Regions from separate parts of the Sminthopsis crassicaudata genome. Here region 2 is linked to region 1. Evidence: chromatin contacts called from public Hi-C data. All regions are on one chromosome and are shown on one strand. Each heading gives the region's core, a stretch centred on a gene start, on an enhancer-like site or on the middle of the called end of the contact. The rest is flanking DNA. Distances are from core to core; before and after follow the strand shown. Region 1 holds the start of SKI (SKI proto-oncogene). Region 2 holds the start of FAAP20 (FA core complex associated protein 20).

The links. Hi-C and Micro-C count contacts between places; a contact is called where the count stands out from the background.
Region 2: a Hi-C map of fibroblasts shows a contact between it and region 1, with 12 times the contacts expected there. The contact joins the promoter of FAAP20 here to the promoter of SKI in region 1. A contact is called at or near these places in 2 of 2 Hi-C or Micro-C datasets (fibroblasts and hippocampus).

Annotation. Positions count from the first base shown.
Region 1 is chr3:633,350,322-633,357,427 of ASM4859323v1, reverse strand. It overlaps SKI (SKI proto-oncogene), which reads left to right and starts at 2,690. Exons shown (of 1, transcript XM_074306509.1): 1 at 2,690-7,106. The coding sequence starts at 2,771. The coding sequence ends at 4,003.
Region 2 is chr3:633,485,646-633,492,751 of ASM4859323v1, reverse strand. FAAP20 (FA core complex associated protein 20) reads right to left here and starts at 2,742. Exons shown (of 4, transcript XM_074306517.1): 1 at 2,599-2,742; 2 at 1,011-1,155. The coding sequence starts at 2,609.

The DNA of each region.
Region 1 (7,106 bases), core at 1,441-3,940:
ATCTTGAACAAGAAACGTTCTGTTCGTCTATCAAGGAAATTACAAGCCTGAGCAAATATTATGGTTGCGGTGCATTTATTTTTGATTAAAAAAAATATGCAAATTTGTTTGCAAATTGGGCGCAGCCCTCTGCTCTCTGGCGGGCGGGCAGGGCTTCCCCCGTGGCCGGTGTTGGCCTGGCCGGCTGCCCTGTGGCCTGGCTCCCCGCTCGCCCCGCCGCTGGCCCGGCCGGCCCCCCGCCCCACCCCCACACTGCCCCCCTTCCTGTGGCCTGCTCCCGCCGAGGCCGGCCTGGACCAGGAGGCAGCGGATGGCAGAATTCTCTCTCTCCTCTCCGGGTCCTGGGCAGGCCTCGGGGCAGGGCCCGGCCTGAGGAGGCAGAGGCAGGACTTCGGAGCGGGACCCTCCCAGTTCTATCCCCCTCCCCTCCGGTCCCCGGCCTTGTTGGGGCGCTGCCTGCCTGGGCTCCGGAGGGGCAGTGGGGGGGCTCCGTGAGCTGTCAGGCGGGCTTAGGGGTGAGAGGCTGCCGGCTGAGCGACAGGGCCTTCCGGGGGCGGGACCCCTCGGGAACGGGGAGAGGCGGATCTTGGGGGTCAGGGGGCTGCTGGCGGCTGTGTGTGGCAGCGGGCACCGAGCTCCCCACCTTGGGGCTCCCCCAGGCGTCCCGGAAGGACAGAGACGTACCCAGAACTCGGGGACAAGCTTTGAAGCAAGGTTGGAAGCCATGCGGAATGTCAACCCCAAGCAGCAAACATTAGGTGCCAACTCTATGCAGGGTCAGGTGGTTGTGTTGTGCACGGCTGCCGCTGCTTGCTGGGAGCCTCCTCCCGCGGGGGTGCTGGGTTAGGGCGGGTTCTGCAGGCCGCTCTCTGATGGGGGCAGGCCTGCTTTGTGCTGTGGGGGGCGTGTGACCCCGCCCTGACTCGGGGCTCTGTGACCAGCTCGGGCTTGCCCTCAGGCTGTGGGCAGCCGCTTGCCGGGTGGCAGGCCGAGGCGCAGGATCTGGACCCGCCGGCCGGCCCGGTTCTGGACTGTGTGCAGTTGTGTGCCGGCTCTCTTTGTGTTACGTGGCCTTGTATCTCCTCGGTTTGTGCTGCACGCGGCGGTGTTGTGGGGCGCGCAGTTGTGTAGTGTCGCCTCTTTGTGTCGCGCGCAGTTGTGTGGTTGTGTGGTGTCGCCTCTTTGTGTTGCACGCGGTTGTGGTTGTGTGGCGTCGCCTCTTTGTGTTGCACGCGGTTGTGGTTGTGTGGTGTCGCCTCTTTGTGTCGCGCGCAGTTGTGTGGTTGTGTGTCCTCGCTTTGTGTGGCACGCGGTTGTGTGGTTGTGTGGCGTCGCCTCTTTGTGTTGCACGCGGTTGTGTGTGAGTTTTTGCCCCGGTTGTGTGTGTATAGCGCCCAGCCCCGGCCACGCGCGCGGGCACGCGCACCCTTACACCCGCACACACCCACGCCCCCGCAGGTGGGCAGGCAGGTAGGCAGGCAGGTCGGAGGCCCGGGGCCGGCTGCGCTTTCCCCGGCTCCGCCCGCAGGCAGCAGCAGCAGCAGGAGCAGCAGCAGCAGCCTAGCAGCAGCACCCGGGGCTGGGCGAGGAGGGAGGGGGAGGAGGGGGGGGAGCTCGAGCCGGGCCCGGCCGGGCGGGCGGGGAGACGGGGAGGGGGGGGCGGCTGTTCCTGGAAGAGCCCAGCCTGGGGAGTTGGTCACATTCTTGGCCCCGATTCAATGACTGAGGCAGACACCAACAAACAGCGCGCGGGCGGGGGAGCAGGGGGCGGGGCGAGCGGCGCGCGGCGGCGGCGGCGGCGGCGGCGGCGGCGGCATGAGCTCAGCGCGAGGCGCTCTCTCAGTCCGAGCCGGAGCGCCGAGGCGAGAGGATGTGTGCTCAGTGCCCGCAGCTCCGCGCCGCCGCCGCCGCCGCCGCCTCCCGCTCGTCCTCCTTCGCCGCCAGCAGCCCCGCCAGCAGCCCCAGCCCCAGCCGCCGCCGCCGCAGCAGCCCCAGCCCCCGCCAGCCCCGCGCCAGCGCGGCGCACTGAGCCCGCCCGGCCGCCCGCCAGCCAGCCAGCCGGCGGCGCAGCCAGCCCGGAGCCGGAGCAGCGGGCGGCGGCCGCGAGGAGGCCCGGGCGGCGCTGAGGCGGCCCGCGAGCGGCGGGGCCGGGGCCCGCGAGCCCGAGGAGCGCTCCGGGCGCAGCTGCGAGCCGCCGGCGGAGGCGGCCAGGCCGGCGGGCCCCGCGCCCGCGCCCGCGCCGGAGATTCGCGCCTCGCGGCCCCGGCCCCGGCCCCGGCCCCGGCCCGGGCCCCCGCCGCGGCGGCCCCGGCGGCCCCGGCCCCTGCCCGCGCGCCCCCCTCCGCGAGCCCCGGCCCCGCGAGCCTTGGCGTTGGCGTTGGCGGCGCGCGCCGGGGCATGCCCCGCGCCTAGAGCCCGGGGGGCGCGCGGGGGGCGCGCGGGGGGCCCCGGCGGCGGCGGCGGCGGCGGGCGGGGCGCGGGGCGCGTGGATGTGGAGGTGGCGCCGGCCCCGGGCGCGCACCAGCGGCGGGACCCTTACCCCCTCCCCGCGGCAGCCTACCCCTACCGCCCGGGAGGGGGCGAGGGCGAAGCCGCCGGGGCCGTGATTTGCCAGCAGCCGCCGGGGCTCGTTCCCCGGGACCCCGGAGCCGGGGTGGGCCGGGGCCGGGGCCGCGGGCGCCGCCGGGGGGCTCGGGCCGGCGGCGGGGGCGGCCGCGGCTTGGGCCGGGAGCGGGAGCGGGCGCGAGCCCCCGAGCCTCCGGAGCGCACCATGGAGACGGTGGGGCCCGGCCGCAGCAGCTTCCAGCCGCACCCGGGGCTGCAAAAGACCCTGGAGCAGTTCCACCTGAGCTCCATGAGCTCCCTGGGCGGCCCGGCCGCCTTCTCGGCGCGCTGGGCGCAGGAGATGTACAAGAAGGAGAGCGCCAAGGAGCCCGGCGGCGCGGCCCCGGGCTCGGAGCAGCAGCCCCCGCAGCCGCCGCAGCCCCCGCAGCCGCTGCAGCCGCAGCAGCAGCAGCCCCCGCCGCCGCCCCCCGTGCTGCACCTGCCCCCCATCCAGCCGCCGCCGCCCGTCATGCCGGGCCCCTTCTTCATGCCCTCGGACCGCTCCACCGAGCGCTGCGAGACCATCCTGGAGGGCGAGACCATCTCGTGCTTCGTGGTGGGCGGCGAGAAGCGCCTGTGCCTGCCGCAGATCCTCAACTCGGTGCTGCGGGACTTCACGCTGCAGCAGATCAACTCGGTGTGCGACGAGCTGCACATCTACTGCTCGCGCTGCACCGCCGACCAGCTGGAGATCCTCAAAGTCATGGGCATCCTGCCCTTCTCGGCGCCCTCGTGCGGGCTCATCACCAAGACGGACGCCGAGCGCCTCTGCAACGCCCTGCTCTACGGCGGCGCCTACCCGCCGCACTGCAAGAAGGAGTTCGCCAGCGCCCTGGAGCTCGAGCTCACCGAGAAGAGCTTCAGGGTGTACCACGAGTGCTTCGGCAAGTGCAAGGGGCTGCTCGTGCCCGAGCTCTACGTGAACCCCAGCGCCGCCTGCATCCAGTGCCTGGACTGCCGCCTCATGTACCCCCCGCACAAGTTCGTGGTGCACTCGCACAAGGCCCTGGAGAACAGGACGTGCCACTGGGGCTTCGACTCGGCCAACTGGAGGGCCTATATCCTCCTGAGCCAGGACTACACTGGCAAAGAGGAGAAAGCCAGGCTGGGCCAGTGCTTGGACGACGTGAAGGAGAAGTTCGACTATGGCAACAAATACAAGAGGAAAGCGCCCAGGGTTAGTGTGTCCGATTGTCGTCCCCTGCCCCTCCCCCTCCGTCCCGCGGTCACCCCCCCCCCCCACCTGCCGGGGAGCGCTCCTCAGTGCGGAGCGGAGTCGAGTCCGAGCGGGACCGGGGCCCCCACGGGGATGCTCTCGCACGAGCCGCCGGGTAAAGTCCCACCCAGAATCCCCCGGCTTCATCCTCATTGTGTGGAGCCTCCCGGCCCCTCAATTTGAGGGGCTGGATTTCGGATCACTTTTAAGACCGCCCCCCCCCTCCCATGTTAGAACCCATAGGGATCTAGGAAGGATGTGGATTGTTAAGTATTAAATCCTCAGCCTTGGGTGGGAAACTCGATTCTTAAGCCACATTAGCTACTCCCGGGATCTTCTTCCCGCTACTCCCCCCCCCCCCCCACTTGGTGGTCAGTTTATTAAAATTCTGTAGCCTTGTGTGGATAAAATGCAAAATGCATTCAATGTAAATGCTTTCCCAGGTTACTTAGCAATTGCACAGATAAACAGTGGTGGGCAAGAGGACCTCTCCGTAGACTTATAAATTTAAAACACACACATCTGATCACAAACAGTGCAAAATTAACATCAGTCGGCAGTTGTTAAATCGGGAGGTAGGGAAGGTGGAAGAAACTGTATATTCTTAGCGCCCCCTCCCCCCCAGTGATTGACTTTTAGCCGGGGGCTTTTTTGCCATATTAGATTTGAGGTAAATAAGCGAAGGTGGGATGGGGCTGAGGGGAAGAGCAGTTAGTTATCCTCTGTCTCCAGATGGCTGAGGCCCCGGGAATCCGGGGGCTTCTTTCCCCAGGCTCACTCTCTAATCCTTCCTTTTCAAAGACAGAGAAAGTGCAAGTAAGGCAGGTGTTGTGTCCAGGGTTGCCCAGGAGTCGGAGGCAAAGCCAGACTTCCAGACTCCTGACTCCAGTCCTGGCCTGAGAGTCTGCCGGGCCTGTCTGCCAGTGTGTGGATCCCAGCATTCCCTCCCTGTGTGGGGAGAGAGATCTGTTTGGCACCTGGCAGCGGGCCTAATCAGTGGGCACCCAAGCCATCGGCTCCAGGAGCTCCCGAGCCCCATCAGAATGTCTGAATAACCGACGGGCCTGCCATTTGTTTTGAACTCCAAGTATTTCATTCCCTCCCTCCCTTTCTCTCTGCACTAGAGAAAAGAGTGATACTGAAAGCCCTCTGGACAATACAGCTCTGTTGTTTGCCGAGGGTTGGAGTATTTGTGTGATCCTGCAGGAGTCTTGGATTGTGGCAGATCTGGAGACCCATTAGACACTTAGACTATTCACTGAGATTCTCATTAACTTTTCAATGCACCCTTCACACTCCCTCCCCACCCCTCAAGTATTTGTAACTTTTCTTTTAAGGATCCAGGCTTATTAAATTGCACATAGAAAATGCTGCATTTGCGCTCAGCTATTCTTGGGAGGCCTAATTAATTCAGCTATTGCATCAAACTTTTTTTTTTTTTTCTTCTTCTTCTAAATCTGTGAATAGATTCTCCACCCCAGTTTCCCTGGGAGTTCCTCCAGTTTGAGTGTCAGAACCATTGTAGGAGGGCTGCTGTAATGAGGCAAATTATCTCTTCTAGTTGGAGGTGGATGTGTTTTTAATGGTTTGTCTATCCTTAGCTAATCAGGCACTTACTCCGGTGGCAGGTTTCGATTGACCTGTGTCTACGTGGCCCTGTATTTGGGGAGGAGGTGGGACGCCGAACGGGAGCTCGGGGAGGGGGAGTGGAGGGATTGCGGTGGGAAACCTGTTTGTGGGGGAAGTTGTGTAGCTGAAACTCCAGCTCGATTGTTGCTTTGTGAAGAGGGCTAACTTTCCCAGAGGGACTTGGCTGCAGTGGCTTGGGCGTTCAGATGGCTCCGTGTAAACATTTCCTGCCCCGGTGTTGGGGGGGGCCTCCAAGTCAGCCCCCCTTTTGAAGCTCCCTTTCCCCATGGGCGATCAATAAGTCGGAGCTGTGTGTTGTGGCAGTTTGCAGATAATTGTGGATCTATTCAAATGGGCTCTCGTGCTGTTAGAATACTGCCGGAGGCAAATAACACTGGAATAATTTTTAGGTCATGGAGCCCACGGCTGCTAGAAAGGAGGCTCTTTTGTGAGAAGAGGGTGTGTGAGATTTTTGCATACTTGGCTGAGTGTGGGCTTGTCTGTATGTTTGTGGGGTTTCTCTTTTACTTGGGTCGGTTTGGTCTCGGATTGTGGTGTGGGGACTTTGGGTCCCAAGCAGGACTGGCTTGCTAAAAGCCACATATTTCTGGAGGTTGGGCTCCAGGGAGCCCGGGCTGCGGGCTGCGGGCTGTTTGGGGCCCGTTTCTGGTGAGCCAGCGAGCAACATGCCCCTACCTGCTCTGGAGACGCCCTCCAGCCTCCTCAGGGCGGAATAAGAGCCCCTCTGAAGGCCACACGGGGAAGTCGAGTCTCCATTACAAGGCGAGGTAGCGGAAGCAGGGTGGGCCCACGAGGGGATCTTCCATCAGAAACCAGTGGAGGATCTTTTCCTCACTGATTTATTTCTCCCCTCCTGGCTCTCCACTTCTTCCCCAACTTCCTCTTGCACAAGATAAGTTTGCTTTTTTCCCCTGAGTTGGGAATCTTTGCAAGGTGGGGGAAGGGAGAGCCCGGGATAGTGGGGAGAGGCCACGTTTTGTAGAAAGGCAGGGCCGGCTTTAAAGTTAAACTCTTACACGAGGGGGTCCTGATCCTGGGTTGTTACAGAGCCTTCCTCTCTCTGAGGAGCCTCAGTTTCCTCCCCTGAAGAATGGGGGGGGGGGGTAATTAATGCCTTTAGTATTAAACTTCACAAGATTCTTGTGAATGAGATTATATAGGTAAAGCCAAAAATGAAAAAAAAAAAAAGTCGTGTATAAATAAATGCCTGCTTTGATTCTTTTCCCTCTCAGTTTCCCAGCCTCCTCTCTTCAGCTTTGCCTGGTTTTTCCTCAGTGTCCTCTGTTCTTGTAGGCCCAGGCCCTGCCCTGCCCGGCCCTGCCCTGGTTTCCTCTGAATATTGATGTTTCTCTCTCTGCCCGCCCCTTTCCTCTTCCTCCACCACAAGCTTTTCCTCTCACTGGGTTTGGGCACCACAATTTGAAGCCTGGGAGTAGCAGGGTCCCACCCAGCAGGACTACTTCTGGCTCAGTCTCCTGGCCCCCCCTCCCCCTCCAAGGCCTCAAGAGCCATTTTGGTGGGAGACAGATTCCGGCTGAGCCCCAGGGAGCCCTAACTCTTGGACTCCCGTGGCGAGCTCCCTGGGTGCTGGGTGACCCAGAGCCCCGGCTCCTTTCTGGCAGCTGTCGCTCTGAGC
Region 2 (7,106 bases), core at 1,493-3,992, 140 kb before region 1:
CAGGGCTCCCAGAAAACCTGCCCTGTGTCCTGTGCCTCCGAGAGGACTTTGGCCCCTGATAACTGCCCCGAAGCCTCAGTGCACTGGCCGGAGGAGGCTGACTTCTGGCACCCACTGAGGTCAAGTCCTTGAAGAACTCTGGCCTCCGGACTCCCGGAGGGTCTCCCTCTTCCCAAGCGGCCAAGGTCTGTTCTCTGCCCCGCCCCCCACAACCCGAGCATCGGGACCAGCGAGGGGGCGTCATCACCGAGGAAGCTTCCTGGGAGGGCACAGGAGAGCGGGCAGTGCCCGCAGTGTGGGTCAGGCTCCCCATGGGAGAGGGACGGCCGGCTCCGCCTGGCCCCCGGGCCACAAGGAGGAAGGAAGGGGAAGAAGCTGCAAAGAGAGACTGGAAGCTGGGAAAATTACCCCGTGCCCAAGAGGAGGCTGCCTGGAGAAGCAGGGCTCCCCCTGGTGGAGGGGGTCAGGGACTGCTCTCCGGAGAGCTCCTGGTGGGGCCCTGAGAGCCGGGGCCCCATCCCCCTTCTTGTAGGGAAAGGGCCAGGATTCACGCCCCCTGCTGGGCCGGACTCAGGGGCCGCCGCTGGGTGACCCCGGGGAAGCGCGTCTCAGAGGCCTGGGAGCCTTCCGCCACCGGGGCGGCCACCGAACACCAGAGCCTCGCCCCACTATCCACATGGAGCAGACAATCGGCGCTGGTGCGGCCCGGTCTGGTTCTTTCCAACAATGAAGTCCGAAGTCAGAAAAACGCCCGCTCCCTCTCCCCCAGCGGGGGCTTGGGCAGGCGGAGGGGGGGTTCACCCACCATGGCCGAACCGCTGCCGAGGGTGGGGCCTTTCTGAGGGTCGGGACGGGCTCGCCCCTCCTGCCCAGAGGCCCCGGCAGCACAGTGAAGCGCAGTGAGGAGTTTAGCAACACTTTTTAAAGGTCGGGCTTCCCTATTAAAAAAAACTAATTTTGAACAGGCCCCGCCGTAACCCTGCGTGCCCTGACGTTGATACCCCGGGTACCTGGTGGGAGAAGGCGGGGAAGTCCAGCATCTCCGGGCGGGCCGGGCACTGAGCGGGCCCGGCGCTCCCCGACACCAGCAGCCTCCACAGCTCCTCAGGCTCACTTAGCCCCTCCTGCTCCAGCCAAGAGCGCGGGCCCGTCGTTCTGTGAACACAAAATGAGGGGGAGACTCGCCATTAGGACCAGTCCCGCCCGCGGGGGCGCTCCGCCAGTCTGAGGAAGGGGCGGGAGTGTTCCACGGGGCGCCCCGGGTCCGAGCCGCCTGGATCCCTGCACACCCGGAGGCCTCTCCTCGGACCTCCCTCTTTCTGGGAGCGCCCCGGCACGGCTGCCCCACTGAGGCCCGGGAGAGGCCCAAACCAGCCTCCAACCAGAACCGCGGCTCTGGGCCTTGCTTGGCCCGTCGGCCTCCATTTCCTCAAACATAAAACGAGGGATAACAAGGCCCTCCAATGAGACCTGTGCACACAGCAGGTGCTCCATAAATGCTCATTCCCTCTTCCCCCCTCTCCCCTGGCCGAATCCCGCAGGGAAGGCAGGTGGGCGCACATCACCTCCCCCGCTACAAAGTCAGAGCTGTGCACCCCCACCAGGGGCCGGCCCACACAGGAGCCACGCCCACGTGACCCCTGGGGAGTCTGGCCCAGTACGGTTCCACCTCAGGGATCCAGCTTGGACCCACAGAGGGGAGGGGGGAAGGGGGAAAGGCCCTGGCAACATGTTCCATCTCTGTAAAACTTAGGGGGCCTTAGACAATGACCCCCATAACCTTTCAACTCTAGGGTCATGAGAAGCCACAGGAGGTAACGGGTAAGGCCCCCATTAAGCGCCCAGTAATTACGGCTGGTCAGGAGGTGCAGAGGCTGGGGGGCGTCTGGAGAAAGCCTGGTCGCTGGGACTACCGGAGGGCCTCGTCACTAGGGGGTACTGGAGGGCTATTCAGTGGGGGCTACAGAAGGGTTGGTCATTGGGGGATATTCAGTGAGGGCTAAAAGAGTGGTCACTGGGGGCTACTGGAGGTCCGGCTGAGACAAAAACGCCAGGGAGGAGGGGAGTGGAAGTGACAACGCCCAGCTCAGCGGGGGGCGGGGGCGGGGCCTACTTAGGGGGAACCAGGAGGACGGAGGGAGGAGACGAAGGCCCGTAAAACGGGGGCCTCGTCTTGGGCGGGGCCTCACCTGCCCTCCTGCCCCCCGCCGCCAGGCCCGGAGCAAGAGGAGGAAGGAGGCGCGGGGGGCTTTTTCCGCGTCAGCCTCAACCTAGGCCCGCGAGCGGCCGCCGCTCCCGATAGAGCCATTGGCCGCCCGAGACACTGAGCTTCCCGCCTGACAGCGTCTCCGAGGACTGCGCTTGCGCATACATACGCACACGCACGCACACGCATGCGCCTGGAGGAGGATGGGCGGGGGGACGCGCCAGCGAGTGCGTGCGTACGTACGTTCCCTGAGGCGTGCGTGCGTGCGTGTACGCTGGGATGAACAAGCCCGGGAGGCGCGGCCTAGGAAAATGTGATGCCCCGCCCTTACGGTCCACCATCCCCTGGAGCTTTCATCCATCTTTCTCTGTTCCTTCACCTGAAGCTGTTACCTGCCCCTCATGACCTAGAACTGTCATTTCCAGGCCTTCTTCTCCATGGGAGCTGTTACTGTCGTAAAAGCTGTCACCCCTGCCCCTCATCTGAAGCTGATATCGCCCCCTCAACTGGACACATTATTACTCGCCTTCTGTCCCCTCCCCCCCACGCCCCCGCTCACCTGGAGTTATCTCCCCTCCCCCCCGCTCCCTCCCCCCACCTGGAGCTTTTATTATCTTCCTCACCTGGAGAAGTTATTACTCCTCCCCCCACACACACACACCTCTGTCTTACCTGGAACTATTATTGCCTTTCCTCACCTAGACCCTTTATCTTTGCACACACATAAAACACACAATCACACACACAGACACACAATCACACACACAGACACACACACACATGATCACACACACACACACAATCACACACACAGACACACATGATCACACACACACACAATCACACACACACACTTCCTGCATCACCCAGATTTTCTCTCCCCTCACCTGTTACTTAGCGCCCCTCCCCCACAGCTATTACTCCTCCCCCTCCCCCTAATTGGAACTCTAGTTTGCTCCAGCCCCTCTTGGGCAGGTTACTTCTTGTCTCCTCTTACACCTGGAGAGGTGATCCCCCTCCCTCTTCCCTGGAGTTGTTATCTTTCACCTCTACAGCTGTTGTTCCCCCCACACATTCACTTGGTCCTTCCCTTCTTCCCTTCCTTCCCCCTCACTTACAGCTGGTATTTCTCAGGTCCCTTCGCCCCTCCCCCGCTCACTCGGGGCACTCATCACCTCCCCCAGTCTCCTCCAGCCCTGGGCTGGGAGATGCCAGCCAGCCTGGCAGTGCCCTCCACGGCCCTTCCAAGCCGGATCCATTCGGGTCTCCCATCAGTCGGGGAAGAGGGCAAGCATCCGTTTATGCTTTCTGCTCCCTGTACGTTTTCTTTTTCTCTGGCCTTTGGGGTTTTTTAAACATGTCTACCAAGCAGTAATCTGGAAGAGGATGCCAGGGAGGTGCGAAAGGGGCATCTCAGCCTTTGGTGAGCCGGGCCAGGCGCCCCCGGCTCACTGGGTCCTCAGCCGCAGTGGCAAAGCCGGACAAGGAGGGATGTGGCGTCTGGACATTTTTTCCTGCCCTCCTCCGCGGCTTCTGAACGTCTCCCGTGGATGGAGGGAGTCAAAAGAGAGCTTAGGGCAAAGGTGAGTCTGAAGGGCCTTGGTACCCCACACCCGCCGGCTGCCCTTCCTCATTCATGAGCCCGAGAGCCTCTGTTCTGGATGGCCTCGGACCTTGTTTCCCCAAGAAATCCCCCATTTCAACAATGGAGCTGACGCCAGGCTGGACTCCAACACGAAGCCCAAGCATGGCAAGGACTTGCCCGCTGTTTCTTCTGAAACAGCAGTGCGCCTTCCCCTGCAGCAGCAGGAGCTCCTACAGCTTGATGTGAAAGGGAAAGTTCCGGGTTTTGGATCAGAGAGCGAGAGACCCGATCCAGGCAAACCTACTGCCTCTGTGACCCGGGACAAATCCATCCCTTCTCTGAGCTCAGATCTCTCTCCTGTAAGAAAAAATGTAGTGTGATTCCCAAGATCCCTTCCAGGTCTGTGATTAAAATCTCAGATCTTCGTTGTACACTCCAACAACAATACTTATGACCAATTCTGATGGACGAGGCCTCTCCAACAACGAGAGGATCCAAACCAGCTCCAACAGAGCCGTAATGAACTGAATCAGCTACACCCAATGAAAGAACTCTTCGGGTCGAGTATGAACCACTACATAGAATTCCCCATCCCTCTACCTTTGTCCACCTGCAGTTTTTATTTCCTTCACAGGTTAATTGTACACTGTTTCAAAGTCTGATTCTTTTTGTGCAGCAAAACAACTGTATGGACATGTATACATGTATTGTATTTAATTTATACTTTAACATATTGAACATGTATTGGTCAACCTGCCATGGGTGGGGGGGGGAGAGGAAAAATTAGAACAAAAGGTTTGGCAATTGTCAATGCTGTAAAATTACCCATGCAGACATCTGGTAAATAAAAACTATTACATATATATATAAATCTCATGATCTTCCTAGCCTAGACTCATTAACCTGAGACTCAGAATCACAGAACTTATGAATTTAGAAAGTCACCTAGTCCAGTCTTGAGCACTAGGACAATTCCTACTTCATAATCTCCAATTAGTAGCCATCCAGTTTCCATTTGAGTGAAGAGGAGTTTCACTCCAGTGATGGGAAGCTCACTATCTTCCCAAACAGATCATTCTACTTCCACCTAACGTGACTCCTTAGGAAGATTTTCCTTGCCATCTAGCCGAAATGAGTCTTTCCTGATCACTCCAGCCCTCATTAGCTTTTATGACATTAATAAATCTATAGCACACAATTTGCCTATATTCTGCCCTGCATCGTTTACCCTTGTTTCTGGTGTTTTAGGAGGGCAAATGTCTAAGGAGCAGGATTCATGGATCCTGTTTCTCCTGGGTTCCCTACAGTGTTTGGCGTGGGGCTGAATCCATAGTTGGCACTAAAGAAATACATAAATTCCTGAAACCCGGTTCTTGTAGTCCAGGTAAACCCATCCACATTCTCAATATGGTCGTAAAGCATCCATAAAGCTCTGAGTGTCCGTTTTGGTCAGGTGATTTTTAAAGCTCCACGGAATCTGGGCTACATTTCCAGAAATCACAGAAGCTCAAAATATAAAATGAGCAATTAACTAATTTGAAGTTAATAGGGCCACAGATTTGGAGCTGGAAGGGGTTTTTGAGGTCAGCTAGTCCCACTTCCTAATTTTGCAGATGAAGAGACTGAGGTGTCTATCATATCAATTACTGGGCCTAGAGCTTATGAAAAACATTTTAGTTTTGTTTTGGTTTTTTTGCATGATGGGGGAAAAAAAATCTCCTCTTTTAAAAAATACTGCAAGTGCAGAAAGGCTCTAAAGCTATTTTCCCAGCCCTCATGCACACAGATTAGATCCCCAGAGGGGGACAGAATTTCAGGACAGAATTCCTCTCTAGTGACTCCAGAAGCTATTTTGCCTTTTATATGAAACAATTTGGGGGGAAAACACAAATAGGGGATTCAGGAAGAGGTTCTAGATAAAGGTTATGTTTCAGACGAATCATGAAGGGGACCAGAGATTCTAAAAGGTGAAAAGGGATTGCATTCAAGGCTCAGGGAACACGGCAAAAACATGGAGGTAGGAGAAGGACTATCACATTTGCAGAATAGCAGTACATTCTGGATGTCTAGATGGTCAAGCTCATGAATGGGAATAATTAATCTATAAGACGCCTGGAAAGGTGGAAGGGTCAGCTTATGAATGGCTTTTAAAAGACTAATAGAATATTTTATATTTGATCATAAAGTGATAGGGAAGAACTGGAGTTATTGAATAGGATCAGACCTACTCTTTAGGTAAATCACTTCAGAGGCAGAGGACAAGGAGGGAGAGAGGGGAGAATAGATCTGAGAAGGTATTTTATTTTTGATCCCGGAATAAAAGGAAGCCAATGGAATTTATTTGAATAGGGGATGACAGCCATACTTCAGGAAAATCACTTTGGTGGCTGAATAAAGAATGGACTGGAGTGGGGAGAGACCTAACGCAGACAGATCCCCCAGTAAGTATTGCAGCAGTTCAGGTGTGAAATGATGGGAGTCTGTACCAGGTTAGGGGGAGAAAAGGAAGCATATTTGAGAGTTGCAGCAAAGGTGAAGTAAATAGGTTTTAGAAGCATCTTGGATACGGGGGATGAGAGTTGTGAAGAATCCTGGATGACACCTAAATTGTGAGCCTATAGGATTAGGAGAAGGGTATCGTCCTGTATAGCAACAAGGAAAGGAGGGGGCCATTAGAGAAAAAGATGAGTTCAATTTTAGATATATTGAGTTTAATATATCTACTGGACATCCAATTCGAGATGTCTGAAAGGTGAAGATTTGAAATTGGAGATCAGCAGAGTTTGGGACAAAATAGGTAGATCTGAGAATTAAGAGTATAAATTTAATGATTAGTCCATGGGAGCTGATGAGATAGATCACCGAATGAAGTAGTATAGTGGGAGAAGAGAAGAGGGCCCAAGACAGAGCTCTGAGGGATATGTAGAGTCAGAGGGCATGATCTGAAGAAGGATTTAGCAAAGGAGACAGAGAAGGAGCAGTCAGAGAGAATGATAGAGAGAGAAAGAGAAACACAGAGGGTGAGAGTCACAGAAAGAGACAGAGAGAAAAAGAGGTAGATAAACAAAGAGACCAAGAGAGAAAGTGCCCCCAAAAACAACTGAGAAGAGATTATCAAGAAGGAGAGTGTGATCCACAGAGTGAAAGGTTACAGAAAGATCAGGGAGAAAGAGGATTGAGGGGAAAAAAAAATCACTGGATTTGGCAAAAGGTCTGTTCACTTTGGAGAGAATAGTTTTGGTGGAAGATTAAGATCAGAAGCTGGGTTATAAGGGGTTAAAAAGAAAGTGAGAAGAGACACAGAAGTAGGCAAAT